Linked DNA regions of Mus musculus: regions 1 and 3 are each linked to region 2. The links are chromatin contacts, called in public promoter capture Hi-C maps. All regions are on one chromosome and are shown on one strand. Each heading gives the region's core, a stretch centred on a gene start, on an enhancer-like site or on the middle of the called end of the contact. The rest is flanking DNA. Distances are from core to core; before and after follow the strand shown. Region 1 holds the start of Tmem175 (transmembrane protein 175). Region 2 holds the start of Ulk1 (unc-51 like kinase 1). Region 3 holds the start of 4833439F03Rik (RIKEN cDNA 4833439F03 gene).

The links. Promoter capture Hi-C pulls out the DNA fragments that hold promoters and counts their contacts.
Region 1: a promoter capture Hi-C map of liver shows a contact between it and region 2, with 2.5 times the contacts expected there. The contact joins the promoter of Tmem175 here to the promoter of Ulk1 in region 2. A contact is called at or near these places in 2 of 39 promoter capture datasets (liver and pre-B cells).
Region 3: a contact with region 2 is called in a promoter capture Hi-C map of liver, with 5 times the contacts expected there. The contact joins the promoter of 4833439F03Rik here to the promoter of Ulk1 in region 2. A contact is called at or near these places in 2 of 39 promoter capture datasets (both in liver).

The regions. Positions count from the first base shown.
Region 1 is chr5:108,628,393-108,631,518 of GRCm38.p6, reverse strand. It overlaps Tmem175 (transmembrane protein 175), which reads right to left and starts at 1,709. Exons shown (of 11, transcript NM_001163532.1): 1 at 1,619-1,709. It overlaps Gak (cyclin G associated kinase), which reads left to right and starts at 1,742. Exons shown (of 28, transcript NM_153569.2): 1 at 1,742-2,018. The coding sequence starts at 1,874.
Region 2 is chr5:110,808,623-110,811,409 of GRCm38.p6, reverse strand. It overlaps Ulk1 (unc-51 like kinase 1), which reads left to right and starts at 1,329. Exons shown (of 28, transcript NM_009469.3): 1 at 1,329-1,796; 2 at 2,191-2,283; 3 at 2,364-2,405. The coding sequence starts at 1,686.
Region 3 is chr5:113,136,516-113,139,286 of GRCm38.p6, reverse strand. It overlaps 4833439F03Rik (RIKEN cDNA 4833439F03 gene), which reads right to left and starts at 1,475. Exons shown (of 3, transcript NR_166693.1): 1 at 1,310-1,475; 2 at 517-947. All of the region lies in intron 6 of 2900026A02Rik (RIKEN cDNA 2900026A02 gene), which reads left to right.

The DNA of each region.
Region 1 (3,126 bases), core at 460-2,959, 2.2 Mb after region 2:
CGCCATGTGGATGCTGGGAATTGAACCCCAGCACTCTGCAAGCACAAGAGCTCTAAACCACCGAGCCATCTCTTCAGCCCTGATGCACTCTTTTTATGATTTCACCCCTTCATCATTATAAAATAACTTACTCTTGGGCAATATCTTTTACTACCACAAGAGAATGTGTTGGTGGAGGAAGAGCACGGATTCAGTTTTAAATCTGTATGTGTTCATACATGAGGTGGGATCACGAGAGACCACAAGATGCAGTTCCAGTTAAAATGGTCTTGGAATGGCATCTACTACAATGCCATAAAATTGATCTATAATTACATGATTTAGAAATTTCCACTTGTCCTAGGTCATGCCAGCAAGAGTTTATGGTGTCAAGTTTCACTATACGCTGTAGTGAATTGTTCATGATGTTTCTCATGATGTTTTAGGTCTCTTGAAGGCTACCAAGCCTCCAATTCCCTACTTTTTCCTTTTGCTTTCAGATTTATTTTCCTTCTAAATAATGAGATCTGAAGCCACCAAAAAATAAAAAATCCCTTCAACTTCATTCCAGTAATAACATAAAGTTACCTGCAACTGCAAGCCGTAGCTACTTCCTCCTCCCTGCATCTTATAAGTGATTCTCTTATAGAAAGGTGCCATTTCTATACCAACACTACATATCCTCTATCTGGATGTGACTTGACTGTCCTACTATTCTGAGACAGTACTCCTCTCCACTATACTGGAAAGACTTCACTCTTTCCCATTGGCTTTAGGCTGCTCAAGTCTCCCATCTAAGATCATGTTAACACCACACTGCCCTTTCAGCTCCCACACTCTTCTTCACAAATCTCCTCAGTTACCTACAGGTACCATCTCTACTTCATCAGTTCTTTATTCCTCCAGGTGTTATCCAAAGCTTCCACTTCACCATTTCTAGGAAACTACTGTCTCACCTACCACGTACCTCACTGTATACTAATGATAATCTTTCATTTCTTTTCTACTTGACTTTTTAAAGAGCAGGTAGCGCCCCCCCCCCCCCCAAGGCGTATTTAATAGCATACAATCCTGGGACAGTTAAGATGTTGATTTGGGCTTAAGGATCCATTTTTCAGTCCAAAAGCACAAACTCTACCCAAGGCTCTGCAACTTCATATGGCTTCAGAAACCTCGGAGGTACAGAGACGAGTGGGGAATCCCATGACTTTGCCTCACCTGAGATGGACAGCTCTAAGTGTTTGACATCACACGGGATTCTGCGTCCAGTGCTGCCAGGTGACTTTTGTATACACGTTGTGAAGCTTTCTCCCGCCCCCTTTTAAAACTACGTTTTTCGGTCTTAATTCTAGCAACTAGTTCATCCTCCCCCAAACCTGTGTGGACCAAAACATAAGTGTCTGTGGCTCATAGGCTGGCTGCTTGTCTGCAAGATACCCTCCTCTCCTAAACCGGGCATTAGGGACACTTAGGGTGGGCTCCAGGCCTCGCTTTACCTTGAGGCGTCAGGCGCGAGCGGCGGGCTCTGGGGCGGTCCGCAGCGCGCGCCCAACGTCCCGCGACGCTCTAGCCACCTAGGCTGGACCTGGGCCAGCGGAAGCAACCAGATGAGGTTAGGGTCAGATGGCGACAGCCCTACCTCCGTGCCTCCTAGGAGCTTGAGGTCCGTAGGATCGCACCCTCTGCGCCTGCGCCTGCTGCTGCTGCTGGCTCTGCAGAAACACGCGCCCTTCCGCCTGCTGCGTCAGGGCGGGGCCGCAGCGTCGGGACGCAACTCGCTCTCTGATTTACGTCACGGCGCGGGCGGAAGATGGCCGGGTTGTTCGCCCGCAGCTGCTAACCCGGCAGTGCGGAGCTGGAGCCTGGCTCCCGCTGCCGCGGAGCGGCCGACGCCATGTCGCTGCTGCAGTCTGCGCTGGACTTCCTGGCGGGCCCTGGTTCTCTTGGCGGAGCTGCGGGCCGTGATCAGAGTGACTTCGTGGGGCAGACAGTGGAGCTGGGCGAGCTGCGTCTGCGGGTGCGGCGGGTCCTGGCCGAGGGTGAGGCGTAAGGCGTCGCCAGGCCGCGGGAGGCAGGAGCAGCCCAGGAGGGTCGCTGCTGGGGTGTGGTTCGAGTCAGGGCGCGTGACGGTCACCGCTTTAAGCAGGGGCAGCAAGGAGGATCGTGTCCAGGGTGTGAATCAAGTCTGAGACCTAGAGAGTCACGACTGAGGTGTGGGTCAGATCAGGGCCGCAGGGAGTCATCTCTCCGGGCAGGGTCTGCGGGAAAAGACACTGCTGGGATGTAAATCAGGCCATCGCTATGAAGGGCCACTGCTGGGGTGTGAATCAGGTCGGAGAAGGGTCTTGCCAGGAAGAGAGACCACAGGGGCTTGTGGGTTAAGGCCTTTGGTGGTGATTGCAGAGGATAGACTGCTTCGGGTTGCACACTTACTTCCTGGTGGGTAGAGTTAGTAGTACAAGGGTCATGCTAGCAGGTGGTTATCCAGTAAAGGAGGCTTGGGTCTGGAAGGACCACCTCTGCTTAGGGTCAAAGCTGTATCTGGGGCATATACAGAAAGATTCAAAGGTGGAGTCAGGTCAGAAGGTGAGCACAGTCACTCTGGGGTCATAAGCTGTTATTCATTGTATCATATCCAGCGTTGTTGTTGCATCCCGAGGACTGTCTTGAGATGGCAGTGTTTGTGCTGCTGAGTTCTGGGGCCTGTAGAGTCTTCCCTTGCTTGATGAGGTAGAGGATAGACTGGGGCCCTACAGTCTTGTTTTCTTTTATAGCCTAAGTGCCTCACCTATTGAGTTTTTTCTGTAGTGACCTCGTATAAGGTACAGGAAACAGAGCCCGTAGCTGTAACCTTTAAGAACCTTGCTTGAGCCGGGCGTGGTGGCACCCGCCTTTAATCCCAGCACTGGGGAGGCAGAGGCAGGCGGATTTCTGAGTTCAAGTCCAGCCTGGTCTACAGAGAGAGTTCCAGGACAGCCAGGGCAATACAGAGAAACCCTGTCTCGAAAAACAAACAAACAAAAAGAACCTTGTTTGATAGACAGTTCCATAGTTCTGTGTCTTGAGGTCAGTCTGAGTTTGTAGCTTCCTCACACAGGCTCTGTAGTCAGCTTGTGTGATGGAATCGTGTTTTCTCTTTTATGATTT
Region 2 (2,787 bases), core at 80-2,579:
CTTTGATTTGGCATTGGGTCAACATGGCAATATACCCCTCCCCAAATGACAATGTTTGTATACATCAAGTGCTCCAACATGCCCATGCAGTTCCCATGTGACCAGACAGGCAAGAAAAACACCTGAGGCAAACCAAATGCCCATGCTATAAATAATCCCAGCATTTGCAGGAGAATCAGCAGCTCACGGCTATTCTATGTGATGAGCTCTGGGATAGCCTGGACTACAGGAAACCCTGCCTCAAACTTCCCCTCTAACAACAAAAGTTAAGTAAAATAATAAATGAAGGAAAACTGATGCCTTCGGTGAGATGGCTCCAAGGATAAAAGACCTTGTTGCCAAGTTTGACAACCTGAATTTAATGTTAAGAGTCACAAAGTAGACAGAAACATCTTTTACATTTTCCTCTGACCTTCACATGACCATGTTCTCAAGTCTCCGTCCCCACATACAGAATAAGCAAATGTAATAAAAGAGAGAAAATGGATGTGGTGGCACCTGCCTTTAATTCCAATACTCAGGAGGAAGAGGCTGAGGGATATCTGTGAGTTTGAGGTCAGCACGATCTACAAAGAGACAAAGCAAGTTCGAGACCAGTCGGGCCTACAATGTGAGAAGACTCAGTTAAAAAACTTTCAATCCCCAGTTCTCAGGAGGCAGAGGCAGGCAGATCTCTGAGTCTGAAGCCAGCCAGTTCTACTGAGTGAGTTCCAGGACAGGCAGGGATACACAAAGAAATCCTATCTCGACTTCTCCAAAAGAAAGCACAAACAAAACAAAACAAAACAAAACAAGTGGTAGGAAGTACGTAGGGCAGAGCTGGAGAGATGGCTCAGCTATTAAGAGCATCTACTGCTCTCCTGGTTTGGTTACCAGTTTCCACATGGCAGCTCATTACTGCCTGAAACTCCAATTCCAGGACCCGACACATACATGTTTAATATGAATGTTTCACGTGTTTATATACACATACACGGTGCATATAAACTCCTGTAGGCACACACATATACATATGAATAAAATAAGTAAATAAAAAAATGCCTAGGGCAGAGCGAGGAGCCACAACCAGAGATAGTTCTGACATTGACATGCCCAGTCTGCTCCGGCCCCGCCCATATCCTGCCTCCTCTCTCAAGTCCCGCCCAGTATAGGGCTGGGCCCATCGAGGCACCACCCAAACTAAGCCCCGCCCCGCCTTACCACCCACGAGGTGTCCTTCATTTCGGACCCGCCCATTGCCAGCTCCGCCGCCTAAGAGGTCTTGAGCTCCGCAGGCCCCGCCCATCGTCCCGCCTCCACGCAGTGCGGCTGCGCCGGCACCTCGGGCTCCGAGGCCCGGGTGCCGCGGATCTTTTGTTTCCCTGCGGGGCTCCGAGCCGCATCGTCAGTCAGGCCCGGACTTGGAGCTGGAGTGTGTCAGAGCTGAGTCCCGAGTCGGACCGGGTCCCGACTGTCAGCGCCGGGAGGGTACCGAGGAGGACGCCGAGGGAGCGCGCCCCTCCGTCCGCCGGCCTGTGGGACTGGGACCCGGCTCAGGCCTGCCCGATGGGGCACGGGGCCCTGGCGATGAGCCCGCGCCTCCGTCCCCGCGTACGCGGCCCGCCGGCCTCCGCCTGAGCCCAGCGCACCCCGTAGCGCCGCCCCGGGGCCCGAGCCCGGGCTCGCGCCCCCGGCCCGCGCGCGCTATGGAGCCGGGCCGCGGCGGCGTCGAGACCGTGGGCAAGTTCGAGTTCTCTCGCAAGGACCTGATTGGACACGGCGCCTTCGCGGTGGTCTTCAAGGGTCGACACCGCGAGGTGGGTGAGGCTCCCGCGGAGGCCTCGCAATCCCGGACTCCCAGCCCAAGGGACACCTTACCTCCGGTAATCCGTAGAGGGACCCAATTAAGGACCCCCCAGCCCGGGAAACCCACCTGCTACTCTAGCTCCAGAAAACTGGAGACGCCAGCCAGCACAGGATTCCCTACCTAGCCCCGAAGTCAGACCAGTTCTGAGAACCTAACCTGGGACTCCATCCTGGGACTTAAATTCCAGGCCGGCTGACAGACACTCACTATCTGTCTGCCTCTGGCAGCCTCCCATTCCAAGACCCTTGGGACAGCCACCCTAAGCCATCTCTGTGTTCCCTGCTTGGTGGGGAGCAGGAGGGGGGGTTGTTTTCAACCCTGAAGGTTCACGTTTGGCTTTTCAGAAGCACGACCTGGAGGTGGCCGTCAAATGCATTAACAAGAAGAACCTTGCCAAGTCCCAAACACTGCTGGGAAAGGAAATCAAAATCCTGAAGGTGAGCCAGCGCCTCGGGGGAGGGGGAGAGGGTGGGTCAGCTCTTTTCTTGCTCATGAGAAACTTGGATTTGTGTCCTAGGAACTAAAGCACGAAAACATCGTGGCGCTGTATGACTTCCAGGTAAGGCTCAGCGTTGGGCTTGGGGGAGGGGTAAATCTATTCTTGCCCTTGTCCCATCCACTGTTGCTTCAGGACCTAGGTTGCCTGGGGCTGGAGCCCCCCTGAGGGCAGATGATGGCTTTAGATTAGTATTTGGTTTAGGTGAAAGGAGCTGGGTTCTGAATGCCTTGTCTCACGCTTGTCCTACTGTGAGGCCACTTAGGGCCAGGGAGACCTCATCTCTGGTCCAAGTTTTTCCTGGCTTTTCCTAGGTTCTGGGGACCTCTCTAGCTTATATGTTGCCTGCATGGGAAGGAAGGCGGCCATCAACACTAATGTTGAATCTCTGGCGATTGCCTGGTTTACATTGTTTGGGTTCAGCGTACCCTGGTGCCAAAGACCC
Region 3 (2,771 bases), core at 226-2,725, 2.3 Mb before region 2:
GCCCCTCCCTGTCCAGTGTGTACCCTCTTCTCTCTTATCAGCCCCCACAAGCTCCAGCCCTTAAGGGTTAAGCACAGTGAGCTCATGTGATACTCGTTCATATGAATCATCCTTATGGCTCCTTGTGCCCAGCCTAGGAAAGGGGGCAGATGCTGTGCCCCCAAGTTGCCATGGCAACCCTGCTTGTACCAAAATGCAGGCACCTCAGCCCCAGACCCACCCTTGAGGGAAGCTCAGGGCAGGTCACCTGCGTCCTCCATCCTCGAGGAGAGGCAGCAGGGACTGCTGAGCGGATAAGAGGGGGAAGGAGCTTGGTGGGGGAGGCTTAGCTGCTTAGCTCCGCAAGGAGATGGAAGCCGAAGGGCGCTGCCGCTGCCGGGAGAGGGAGACAGACTGACAGCCAGCCACAGGTCCTCAGACTTCACCTGAAGCCCTGGAGGCTCGTGCGGCAGCGGCCCCTCCACCTCCCCGGGGCAGCCGCCTCCCACGTACATGCCCCCACACGCGCGCACTCACCCGCGTTCCTGCACGGTGCTGCCTGGGGTGGGTAAGCAGTCTGGCACATGAAGTCCCCGAGGGACAGCGAGCGAGCGAGTTGAGACTTAGGGGGAGAAAAAAAAACAAAACAAAAAAAAAAAAACTGGGGCTGACGCCAGCTCCCTGGGCGGCCACCTCCCGAGGCCCCTCCTGCATTCCTGGGCTGTGCACCCCTCGCCAAGACAGGGGGCTGATGTCATTCCGGGCTGCCGGGCCAGGGGACCCGGGCTGGGTGGCTGCCTCTCCGGAAGTGAGCGCGCTGCCTGCTGGGCGGCAGGTTCAGTCGGCTTCGGGTTTGGAGTCTCCAGCCTGAGGACTGGAGATCTGCCTAGTTCAGACGAGAAGAGCCTGGAGAGAGAGCTGGCCGGCGGCGGTGGGCGGTGGCTCCCAGGTGTGCATGGGAGTTCTCCCTGCATGGACGGAGGAAGTGAGTTGGGGGTGCCAGCCCCCTCGCCCAGTTCTTCACAGCCACCTGCCCCTTGACTTCATCAGGGTTGGCCCCAGGGACTAGAACTGGACGACCTGGTTGGTTGACTCTAGGCTCCTGCTGGTGACCCCCTGCTGACCCGTCCCGTCCCTGTTTCGTGACCCGCACGGATGCCTGTCGGGCGATGTTTACTTTACTTGCGCTGATGTTCTCTGCCGGGCTTCCCATCGGAGCCCAGAACTTCTCCCCAAGGACGGTCACCGACAGAAGGACCAGGACCCTGGCAGTGTCGGCCTCCTAACTGCCTCCGCCTGCCCCCTCCTCCAGGCTGGCCCTATGGAGTACCTGGGCGACAAGCTTTCAGTGGCCCAGACACACATGACTCAGTGGGTTGGCACGGTGAGGCGGTCCTTCCAGGAGGCTCTGCACTTGGTGACGGCCACGGTGGGCACCGAGCGGAGCGGGGAGTCCGCCGCTCGCACCCCGTTCAAGCGCACCTCCTCCTTCAGACACCTGGCCTCTCGGAGCCGAGAGTCCTTCCGCCGCTTCTCCGCACGCAGCCAACAGAGGTTCTCATCCCTCCGGAAGAGACAGCCAGACTCTGAGGCCCCTGATCTTGTAAGCTTGGGGATAGATGTGTGTGGTTTAAAATAGCAGGGCAACCCTGGGAAGGTCCCTTCCCTCGGACTCCTGAGAGGGGGCCAACTCGTAGAAGCCTCAGGGGAGGACTTTTCCTATCAGTGATGATGGCCTTGGGATACTGAGGGGGATGTAGGCTGGGTTGGCTGCTCTGCAGGTGCAGCACCCACTGCTTGAAGCTGGTGGGGAACGGACTCCGGGCTCCTTGTCTGTGAGCAGGGCTGTGTGGGGGTTGGGGGGGCACTGCTGTCCCCACGGCATGCCGGCATCTCTATTTTTAGGGAAGCTTACTTGACACCTGCTCTATCTCCTCTTGCCCTCCCAGGGTGACCAAGTGGTCTCATTGCCTGTGTGCTGATTTAAGGCGGTTGCCTGGTTGCCACTGTTCAAAAGTGAGACACTGAGTGACTTCCGAGGGGAGGAGCTGTAGGGGACTGGGTGGAAGGTGATGGCAGGTCCTGCCAGCCTGGGAGCTTGGACTTGTGTGAAGAGCCCGGCCATTGTGGAGCGCCCAGGCCCAGCTATTGGGTTCTATGCTGTGAGACCAGGGTAATCATAGCCAGTGAGTGTAATCTGGAGTGATATGAGGCGGGTCTGGAGACAGAACGGTGACCTCGTGGGCATGCGCAGCAAGGTGCGGGAAGTCTGGCTGGGAGAGAGAAGCAGGAAGAACACTTCCCTGCCCAACTCTTGGCAGATGGTTTCTGGGACCTCTAATGACTTCGGGGACACTAACGTCACCAACCAGAACGAAGCTTAGTTGCAGTGCCCAATGTCTTCAGATAGCTGGCCTCTGCCCTGGGCTGAGTTGTCCCAGTTTTCAGGGGCGTTCGAGGCCAGACATGGGTTCAGTTATCCCTTTTTGTCCCCAGAGCCAGTGTGGTTATGAGACAGTGTTGGGCAGGGGAATGCAGCTGTCCGCAGAGACCAGGGGACTCAGCAGGGCGCACACAGCCACTGAGCCACTAGGCAGGGGCTCACCCAGGCCAGAAGCCATGCTGTGAGGCTGATCAGGGGTGACTCCTTGTGTGGGAGTCTGCACTCCTTTGGGTCTTGAGTGCTCGCCCATTCTCCGCGAAGGAAGAGCTCGTTCTGTGTCAGCTTGTCTGTCTCCTCCTGCCCCGTTCCCCAGAATCCTCTCCAGGAACACTAGCTCTGTTCCCTGACC